2 separate regions of the Rattus norvegicus genome follow, and region 2 is linked to region 1. The links are chromatin contacts, called in public Hi-C maps. All regions are on one chromosome and are shown on one strand. The core of a region is the stretch at or near the end of the contact, and the rest is flanking DNA. Distances in the headings are between cores, read along the strand shown. Region 1 overlaps Eif2d (eukaryotic translation initiation factor 2D). Region 2 has its middle 22 kb from the start of Fam72a.

The links. A called contact is a pair of places that touch in the nucleus more often than the background predicts.
Region 2: a contact with region 1 is called in a Hi-C map of the A7r5 cell line, with 5 times the contacts expected there. The contact joins two enhancer-like sites. A contact is called at or near these places in 7 of 12 Hi-C or Micro-C datasets (the A7r5 cell line, the Rat2 cell line, Schwann cells and 4 more).

Annotation. Positions count from the first base shown.
Region 1 is chr13:45,185,090-45,190,528 of GRCr8, reverse strand. Eif2d (eukaryotic translation initiation factor 2D) reads right to left here. Exons shown (of 15, transcript NM_001017489.1): 15 at 3,425-3,594. The coding sequence ends at 3,527. It overlaps Rassf5 (Ras association domain family member 5), which reads left to right. Exons shown (of 6, transcript NM_019365.4): 6 at 1-724. Among named protein-coding and RNA genes, the nearest start is that of Eif2d, 20 kb to the right of the region's middle. Within about 2 kb of position 2,083, at least 13 of the 93 cell types and tissues checked have an H3K27ac peak or open chromatin away from gene starts, as enhancers often do. A contact at or near this core is called in the A7r5 cell line and Schwann cells, where this site is marked.
Region 2 is chr13:45,538,881-45,544,319 of GRCr8, reverse strand. No RefSeq gene overlaps it. Among named protein-coding and RNA genes, the nearest start is that of Fam72a, 22 kb to the right of the region's middle. Within about 2 kb of position 2,984, at least 39 of the 93 cell types and tissues checked have an H3K27ac peak or open chromatin away from gene starts, as enhancers often do. A contact at or near this core is called in the A7r5 cell line and Schwann cells, where this site is marked.

The sequences.
Region 1 (5,439 bases), core at 834-3,333:
ATCGAGCCTCCAGAGGAGACCGCTTTCATGTTGTGCTTGCCTTTCCACACCCCTCGGGTTGTTTTAAGCCCAAGCTTCTCTGTGTAGCCTAAAAAGTTCCCTCCCAGCCCAGGCTGAGGCCACATTGCTCCTGTCCCAGAAGAATGCCAAATCCCTGTCATTCCAAGTTTTCAGAGCTGCAAAAGCACCATGAGCTAGCGACTCTGAGGCTGTGCATGCCATAGCCCCTGGCTCCCTGCCGCCTCAGGCTCAGCCTTACACTCCCCTCCCTTGAGAAGTCCCCTTTCTGCTGTGTATTACAGGGACATACGGAAACTCATTCCCTTCATCCTGCATGTGTGTAGCATTAGGAGAAGGCATGGCTCCTGCTGCAAACACTGTGAATGCTGCTCAGACCTCCCTCCATGGATGGCTATTTTATTTTTGACAAGAAAAAAAATTCATGTATATATAAAATGTATATACATATATATGTATATACACATAGAGGCATATAGCTATATATAAAGAAAAGGTGTTTATTCAGAAAGGGATGATCAGATTCAGACTTTAAAGCACAGTTAGACCCAGGACCTCTACTGAGGTTGAGCCGCTGGAAACGTGGAGTTCCTTAAGTCTCAGAGGGGTCTAACTGCTGGTAGTGCCTTCTATGGTTGTATGGCTCTGTGGTTGGTTGTTTTGAGAATATTTTCTTTCTAAATGTTTTTCTTATACATGGTTTTTTTTTTTAAATGAGTAATAAAAGCTTACTGTAAAAACAATTCACCATGGAAATGTCCTCATTGAATGTCCTCATTGAATGTCACCATCTTATGGAGAGTGGGCCGGAGAGAGGAAGACTGAGTAAGCTTGGGAAGGAAGGCTACCATTCACATGCTTTTGAGAAAACAGTGGCTGGCTCGTCTCTGCGCTCCAGCCTGGAGAGGAGAGGAGACGTACAGCAAAGCACATGCTGGTGTTAGGAAGAGCAGGGCTTTCTGGACACAAAGATAATAGCACTTCTCCTCTGAAAGTATTGACTGCGATGAAGATGACGATGATGACGACAATGATGTGAATGTGTCATTGATGATTTCAGCTGCAGAGAGGGCTGAACTGGTCCCAAAGCAGCCTGCATTTTGGCCCCTCTGATTTCCAGCAAAGAAATCTCTTTAAATTTAAGAAATAGCCACATAAAGTTTTAACTAGGGAAACCACCACCTACCTTTCAGTGTTGCTTGTGTATCTCGCAATGCACGTGGCTTCAGGCTGCAGGGGCTCTTCAAAGCTTATCCAGTTCTGCCCCTCTCCAACAGGCATCCTTAAAATTAGCCAATCACAGGGCAGATGAGGTAGCTCAGTGGGTAAAGAGGTGCTTACTCACAAGCCTGCCAATCTGGGTCTGATCTGCTGGATCCCACATAGTGAAAGGAGAGACCAACTCCCACAAGTCTTCTGCTGGCCTCTTCATGTATGCTTTGGCAAATGTGTATCACATGTATACACACAATTTGTGTGTGTGTGTGTGTGTGTGTGTGTGTGTGTGTGTGTGTGTAGCCCTAGCTGTCCTGAACTCACTATATAAAACAAGCTGCCCTCAAACCAGAGATTTGCCCACCTCTGCCTCCTGTGTGCTGGGATTAAAGGTATCTGCCATTACATCAAGCTTAGACCCAAAACTTTCAGCCAACATCCAACCTCTGCCTAGCCTGGTCCTGCACATCTTGTTTTAGATCCAACCAGGTGGGTTTGCCTGGTCCCCACTATGTGAATCATATCCAGCCCCAGATCTAGCCTGGTCACCCTTGCCATACAGCCTCCACCAGCTACGGAAACAAACCAAGTGAGGAGGAAGCCGACAGAATCTTTGCCAGCTACTCATCGGACAGAGGATAAGGTCCAGAATACAGAACTCAAAACCCAGAAAGTCACGAAAGCAAACAATCCATTTTAAAAACTGGGCTAAGGAACTAACAAGAGGTTTCTCAAAAAGGAAAACAAAAACGGCTAATAACTACATAGAGAATCCATTCTAGTCTGACTCAGCCCCACCCTCTTACATATCTCCACGCCACCCACAGAGGGGAGAGGAAGGTGATTCAGTGCTAATGTGTCGCTATTCCTGGAAGAAACAGCCCGGCACAGGCCTGGCCTGGCACAGCAGAGTGCCACAGTGAAGAGCAGAAGCCCTTCACGGGCTTTGCGTCCAGCAGGGATTTGAACTTGCACAGCTCAGCCCCTCCAACGGCAGCAAAGCAGAGGAGGGTATGAGATGGCAGCTCAGTGCTTGACAAGGGACAACTGTCAGTACCGTCCACACGCCACTCCTCGAGCACAGCCCTGTGCAAAGGCCTGGCTGTGACAGGGTCCTGCTAGAGTGACCTTCTGGAAGGTACTTCCAGGTCCCATATGTGCAGTCCATGCAGACAGAATCAGTGAGAGTAAGAGATTTACTTCCCAGGGAAAAGGACTGTTCTTGGTTTCACAACAAGAACACTTCCTTCCTTCCTTCCTCCCTCCCTCCCTCCCTTCCTTCCTCCCTCCCTACCTTCCTTCCTTCCTCACTCCCTCCCTCCCTTCCTTTTCCTTCCTTCCCAGGTCTAAATGGGTTACTTGTTGGACAGAAGATGAGCAAGCTTCTTTTACCTCAGTGTGTAAAAAGATGAGAAAGATAAAAAGTAATTCATTCTTAACGGTAAAATCCAAGTTATACACAGAAGGCGTGTATAACTACACAGCTCTTATTACCGTCTCCACTGAGAGCCCTAGATGGAGAAATGACCTGCACAGACCAACGCGGGATGAGGGCTGGCTTTAAACACTGACTCATGTGCGATCGGATGAACACACAGGTCCTCTGTTATGCAGTGGTTTTAGGGAATTCCTGAGTCCTCTGCAGACTGAAGAGCCTGTCCATGAACCCAAGCTTAAGAAGCTGGGGCTAAGGAAGGCATTGTTCCTCTAAGACTTCATGACAGCAAAGCTACCATCTTGGAGTCACACTGCAAACTTACTCATTGGTGGCAGCGTGCTGTATGGAGCTGGGGAAGAATAAAGGTCACATAGAAACCCGTGTTCTGTGTTTGTACTGTTCTTATGTCCACTGGCTTAAAGTCTGCTGCAGCTCAGAGTTAACTCGTTTTGTTTGCTGTGGCTGTTAACAGAGAAACAGCCGGGCTGTTTTCTATGGACAGACCCAACAGAGGCAGGAAGGGACAACAGGGCAGGGCCTAGGAGGTTAATGAGGTTGTAGGAGCAGTAAGTAGGAAGCTGGGTCTATCTGGTAGAGGGGCTTTAGCAGCAGGAACGCTCTGCCTGCTGTGCTCTGGATGGACTTCCCTGGCTCTAGTGTGGAGCATGAACTCAATCACAGAAACCACATGAACATTTTCACTAAGTAACACGTAAGAGTGATTCAGATTTAGATTTGAAAGAAAAACTTTCAGTAAAGAATTACAGTTTTTATTTGCAAAAGTTGAAAATGCTCATATCAGTTACCAGCTCAGAACCTGGGTTCCCATGGGATCCACTGCATAAAATGAGTCTGTCACTTCTTGCCAGGTTTGGGGGCCTTTTCTAGGCCTTGGATGTATTTTCCAGGGAGCCGATACTCTTCTACAATCCAAAGAGAAAATCTTCAGCGGGGCCTGGTCTCAAGTCCCTACTGCCCATCCCTGTTTCCCACGTCCCTTGGGCTCTGTAACCTCCTGACCCTCCCTATCCACTAAGCCCAGTGTGCTCCTCCCTCTGTCAAGGACCTGTGATTCCAACACATGACCCACCTTCCACATCCTGTCCAAGCTCACCTGGTGACACCTTCTGAACTGGATCATTTACCACACACTGAGGTGAAGGGTGCATTTTGGTCATTTATACCTGCTGGCTACCAGCTAGATCAGTGGTTTTCAACCTTCCCACTGCTTTGACCCTTTAATACAGTCCTCCTGTTGTAGTGACCCCCAACCATAAATTATTTTTATTGCTACTTTGTAACTGTAACTTTGCTACTGTTATGAATCATAGTGTAAATATCTGTTTTCCCTGATAGTCTTGGGCAATGCCTGTGAATGGGCCATTCAACCCCAAAGGGGTCACAACCCACAAGCTAGAGCCACTGCTCTAGATGTGCTGAGAGGAAGGCCATGTGTCTGTTCAGGTGCATGTTCATCCACTGTCTTCTGTCTCTTCTTAGTCCCAAGCCCCCACATGAAGGAGCTCAGGGTTGGGCGCTAACTGCTGTGGGCCGTCATAGCATGAGATATCTCTGCTTATTAGGCATGTGCTATGTGCCCGTCCTGACTGTGGGACAGGCTTGAAAAACACAAGGTCTATCTCGAGTTCTATTTTGCAGAGGGTTCAGACATGACATGAAAAAAATCAGTGTCTGATCAGAAACATCACCGCAATGGGGAAGCACTGATGCTGGTAAGGTTTACTACATTCAAAGGGAATGGGCTACCCCGAGCTAAGCCGGTGAGCCTGCGAGGACAGACAAGACCAGGGCTATGAGGCACACAACACAAGGGGACGGCAGGTAAAAGAAGGGAGATGTCAAGTGCCCAGGGTATTTGTGAACAGTAGGAAAGTGGCTGGGGTAGAGTTAGGGTGTGTAAGGAGTGGGGGAGAGAGCCTGCAGGGAAAACAGGGCAGGCTGGGAGAGGCTTGTTCCTCAAAGACAGGGACTTATTCTTGAAGGCACGGGTAAGACAAAAGGCCTTATAAGGAGAGTGTCGAGATTACTACTTTAGAAAGCTGGCTGAGGCAGAACTGGGCAGGACTTAAATGAAGGGCAAAGAAGACTGAGAGGAATCATAGGAACTTTGGTTCTAAAGAATAAAGATTCAGAGCCCTGCTACAGTACTTAAGAGTTAGGTGAGCTCCAGACAAGGTACTTAGTTTCTCTGGACTCGGTTTCCCCATCTGCAGTACAGGCAACAGTCCTGCAGCATAGGTCTAACCAAGGACATCCCTGTGACAGCACTGCTGGAGCTCACCACGTGATTTCTACAAAGGGAAGATCAGGGGGAACGAAAGCTAAGGATCTGTAGGATGGAGAGCAGTGACTGTGAAGGGGCCAAAGATCTGAAGCAGACACAGGCTTCATCTGCTCACTGCTACAAACTGGCGCGGCTGGGCACACATGAATGGAGACTGCTGCCCCTTGATGAGTCATGTCCCGTACTACTCCCATTGCAAGTTGAAAATAGGGTAAACTGAGAAGCTGGAGAGATGGCTCAGCAGTTGACAGCATTTACTGTCCTTCCAGAGGATCCAGGTTCAACTCCCACAATCCACCTGGTAGCTCACAGCTGCAGCTCACATTTAAACTCCAGTTTCAGGGGATCTGACGCCCCCTTCTGTCCTCTGAAGGCACCAGGCACACACATGGTGCACAGACACACATGCAAGCAAAACACCCATGCTCATATAAAATTACTTTAATTGAGAGAGAAAGAGAGA
Region 2 (5,439 bases), core at 1,735-4,234, 350 kb before region 1:
TCCTTCTCCTCGTCTTCCACTTCCTTCCCCTCCTCTTCTTCCTCCTTCTTTTCCTGCTTCTCTTCTTCCTCCTCTCCCTCCCCCTCTCCCTTCTTTTTCTCTTGTTTTTTGAGGCAGGGTTTCTCTGGGTAGCCCTGACTGTCCTGGAACTCACTGGGTAAACCAGGCTGACCTCACCTGAAGGTCTGCCTGCTTCTGTCTCCCTAGCGCTGAGATTAAAGGTGTGGGCCATCACAGCTGGGCTCATCGACAATTTTAAAAGTAAGTAAACCCTCTGTTGGTATTTTTACATAAAGGTGGTGGGAGTTCACTTTGCTGTAGGAGGGACGATTCGATAACATCTATCAAATTTCATAGTACAAAAGGTTTTTGAGCTGGATGATGGTGGCACATACTTTAAAAAAAAACCTTTTTGTTGATTCTTTGTGAATTTCCCATCATGTACCACGATCCCATTCACCTCCCTGTTCATCTCTGATCTCCACCCTAGCAACCTCCCCCCTAAAAAGAAAAGAAGATGGAATTAAAGATAATAATAAAATCTTATCGAGGAAGCTGTAGTGTGTCACACAATTTACTCCTTTGTTACACATCTTTACTTGTAAGTGTTTGTTGAAATGAGTCATTGGTCTGTTTTGAGTCCTCTGGATTGTGCTACGCTATCTATACTGCATCCTCAGAGATTCCTCTCAGATATTCTGTTGTTTCCCTGTCTCATGGAGATCCTGTAGCTTTGGATCTGCAGGACTAGCCCTTTCATGTGCTCCAGCAGAACATAGGTGTCATATATGTTGGGGTGGGCCAAATCGCAGCCCTGGATCTGTGCCTGGTTTGGTGGTTGCATTGTTCAGCCCGTTCACCACCAGGGCAAGTTCTCCAGCTGGCTCACCCCATGCCACAGGCTGAAAGGAACAGAGCCAGCTCTCTCCTGGCAGTAGTGCAGTAGGTAATGAGGGGGACAGGGAGGGGATGTGGTGCACATCTGTAATCTGAACACTTGGGAGACGGAGCTAGTGGGTCTCTGAGTTCAAGGCCATCCTGGTCTATACAGCCAGTTCCAAGAAAGCCAGGACAACACAGAGAAATCCTGTCTTGACAGAAAACAAACACAAACAAAAAAATTATTTCAGTAATTCTATTTCTGGGAATTTATCCCACTAATATTCCAAGCATGTTTAAAGACAAGTAGAAAAATATCCATTGCTGTATTATTTATAAGGGCAACTGAGTCAAGAGAATCAAGTGTTCGAGGCCGGCCTTAGCTACTATCGTACCAGGAATTGTTCATGACTCCCAGAAGACCACCAAGGAGCCAAATTCAATGCAGTTGCTTTAGGGTCTTTTTATTCAAGCTCGAGCTTGGGCTCCCCGGCAACCCTGACACGGCAGAAAGGTGAGCTCTGAGCCTAGTTTTAGGCAAGCATTTATAGAGGCAAGAAGAGGGTATCTAGCCTGATACACATCTGATTGGGGGGCCATTTTGGCCTTTAACATAATTTGCTGGTGCTGGGAGCCAAACCATAAACGTCTGCTTTCTTCCTGATTGGTGGTTGTTAGGAAGTGAAGTGTCAGGGGCGGGCTCGTAACCTGGAGGTGCAGATTTGTTGTGGAATAACCTAGAAATTGGTGCTTAGACACAGGTCTTGCTGGGGGGTAACCTGGAAACTAGTGCTAGGTACAGGCCTGTTAGTTTGCTTGAGTTCAACCTTAGGTCAGGGTCTCTAAGATGGAGTCTGAACTACAAAGTGAGTTCAAATTTTAATATCTGGTCCTAAGGTTTCCATGACACCAGAGCCAGGAAGAAGTCCCACGGGTCATTATTCCACCCTAGATGAGAACCATCTCCTCCTCCATTTCTTGAGACACGGTCCCACTATGTACCCCTAGTTGACCTAGATCTCGTTATGTAGACCAGGCTAGCCTAAAACTCACAGAGATCTGAGTGCTGGGATTAAAGCATGCCCCACCACACTGAGTGATGAAAAATTTCATGACCGTTTTGGGAAATTTTCTCCTTTCTTATTCTTTCTGCTTTCAAAGCCACAGACAATACCCCCCTTCAGTGAGTTCAGATTTTATCCAAAGATGCATGATCATTCTGCAAGAAACACTTGAGAGTGAGAAATTATTAAAGACTTACCTAACCTGCTTAGGTTAAAGAGGAAGGTAATTAATATTTGAATGGATATTTCCACACCAGAGACAGAACGACAAAGACGTTTTTTCCCTTGACAACTTCCCCTTTCACCAAATTTCCCTCTGTAAGTGTTTGACTCCTGTGTTGTGGAATGTTGGTCGCTGATTGCAGTTTGAATGTAGGGGCCACCAGAGGTCGCTGACAGGAGCGGGTAACCACGGGTAGTCTCCCTTGGCACACTAACAGTCTTCGCGTAGAAACAACCAAGTTCCTGGCCTCTGTTCAGCGAACCAACCCCGAAGCACAGAAAAGAACGCAAGTTGCAACCCAAGGAAGGAAGCGTTAGAATCCAAGGGCCTGGAATCAAAGAAAACATATTTAAATGGAAACCAGGCTGCTACTAGTGCTCAGGAAAGGCTAGAGCAGGCAGAGAAAAGGGGGTGGATGATCTAAGCATAGGCTCTCTTGGCTATAGGAGCTTGGTAAGAGCTCTGCCCCTAAATTCTGTCACCAATGGAAAACAGAACGGAAGTCTGTAATAAGAGCCAAGCCTGGGGGGAGGGGGGAGTGCGGGGCTGGGGGCGCGGGGGGGCGGGGCTGAGGGGGGCGGGGGGGCGGGGCTGAGGGGGGCTTGCCCCAGATGGGTGTGCCCTTTGTATATTCAATGCTGTGGCCTGCTCAGCAAATTTGTGCTTCTCTATTCCTTGGGCTGCTGTCTATTTTAGTATCCAGGAAACATTTGATCTCAAGCAGTTCAGAAGCTCTGTTTCCTGCTCATGCTGGTCTAGACCTAGAGGAAAGGAATAGTTGTGCTAGTTGGTTTGCTCGTGGGTGCTCTTGGTCAGCAATTCCTGTTCCTTTGCTCCACCTAGTGGATCTCCAGGCTAGAAGAGGCTCTAAGAGACCTGTGATGAGAGACGTGTACTTTTGCTGGGAACTCTAAACCTCTGTCAGATTTCTCATCGTTAATACTGGATTCCAGTATGTTCTTGTTCACATTGATTGCATTTTCACAGAAGCTAAAGGCGTGCTTGTGAGTCGGCAAAATCTAATGTACTCTTTTTTCTTTTTTAACGATAGAAATAACATTATATAATTAGAAGCCCTATGCCAGCACAGAAAAAGCATATTCCATTCATAATTCTATCCTCTGATGTTCAAACCCAGTCAAAGTTCCACAAGGTCATTTAATTGAATAATGGCCTGTATAGTACTTCAGAGGCTCCTTTGAACAATAATTGGTCAGATAGTCATGTGACTATTGTTCAGGAGGTTTCACAGGTATAAAACAGATGAAAGGACATAGAGATGTGTGGCAATGCTGAGAATCTTAGGTCCTGAGGGATTCTGAACAGCTGACTCACACAGATCCAAATGCGGAGATCTAAATCACTATCAGTGTAGGCTTAGGACTTTAGTGTCCACGACATAAATGCAGCAGTCTATACCTACTTTCTAGTCTACCATGCCTCTGTCATCGGTATCATAGTTCTTCAAGCCGTCACTCTTTATTCTCTGTTTATATTCAATATGTAAGCTTTTCTATGGGTTGAATTTTGTTGTTGTTTAAAGACAAGGCCTCATGTAGCTAAGGTTAGCCTCAAACTCACTATGTAGCCAAGGATTACTTTGGAGTCTTGATCCTTCTGCCTTCACCTTTAGTGCTGACGTTGCTGGAGTGCATCGCCGTGTCTAGCTTCTGGGTTTAATTTTGTCCCCACTAATATACATCTGTTAAAGTCTGAACTCTCAGTATTTCAGAACAAGGACTTCTTTGGAGATAAATGCTGGTGTCCTTATAAAAAAAGGAAATTGGAGACAGACATGCACAAAGGAAGGACACCATGTGAAAACAGCCATCTGCAAGCCAAGGAGAGAAGCCAGGAACAGACTCTTCCGGCAAAGCTCTCAGAAAGATCCAGCTTGCCAACACCCCGATCTTGTGCTTCCAGCCCCTAGAACCAGGAGACAATATATCTCTGCTGTTTAAGTCCCCTAGCTTGGAGTGCTTTGTCACAGCAGCCCTTGCAAATGAATGTCATTGGTTCTGGCCGATGAATAAGAAGTTCTCTGCAAAAAAAAAATATATATATATATATATGTGTGTATATATATATATATATATAATGAAATGAATCTGTGGAATGTTAGAGTTGGACGGCATCTCAGGAAGCGAAGCGTATTGCTTAACCCTTTTGTTTTGAAACAACGTTCAAGGCCACACAGCGATTAGGGCTTAGTCCCCCTTTCAGCTCAGCTTCCAGTCCATCAGTGTCCTATTACATTCTGCCAACAAAGTTAATGATTGGCAAAATCTGCCAGTGGTGGTGATTACATCCAGAGTGTTGGCATCTTCTGGGGGGAATGGTATATAAGTCTTTAGCCCTCCTAAATATTTGCAGATAGAAATATTTGCTGGGTAGGGGGATTACCTGCTAGCTGGCTGGCATACAGATCAGTGAGCAGTAGAACAGCATTGACCTCTGGCTGGGCACATGGGCTCCAGCATACTCCTCAGGTGAAGGTCTGGCTCCACCCCACCGAGGATGATTCAGCAGAATGGTGGTTTATCAACGGACAAGTCAGAAGCTCAGGTTCTTTCGATCAGAGTGGGGGAAAAGGGATGCAGAGTCTGAGTAATGTTTCATCATGAGTGTGGACACTTGATAGACTAGTAAGTGTGCTCCTGAGAAAGCACATGACCCAAGTCATTGCTGGAGATTCCAAACCAGCCATCACCTGGGATCACAGAGTTCTAGTATCAGACCAAGAATCCAGCTTCAACTCTGCAGCAGAGACTTTTAAGAAGTCTCAGGGACAATTGGCACCGAACTCACAAACCGCCAAAAGGAAAAATGTATCAGTATAATTTGATCATCAATTACACTTGATTCACAGTCCCAGACTGGGTAGGAGTGGAAATATCTACACATTTATATATTTAAGATACAACTTTTATGTCACCAAGAATTCAGTTCTGTCTGAGTTATACAGACAGTGATAGTTGTTTTCCCTTGACTGAGGACTAAGCAATATTATTTTGGTCAGAGAGTAAATGCTACAGCAGGCTGCTTAGTGATTGCTTTTTCTTTAACCCTCTTGCCTCTCACTGAAACACTGGCTGTTCTCTTCCTGGCGAATAGAAGGGGCATCCACAGTTTATAACTAAGAAGTGCTGACCACTGTTTTACTTCATAAAGTGTTACTGAGGGTGTCTCTCTGGGTATTTAAGGAGGATATCCCTCTCTTTGAGAGTATGAACTACTTGTGTGTATGCTTTTCCCTGCAGGAATGGTCTCTTG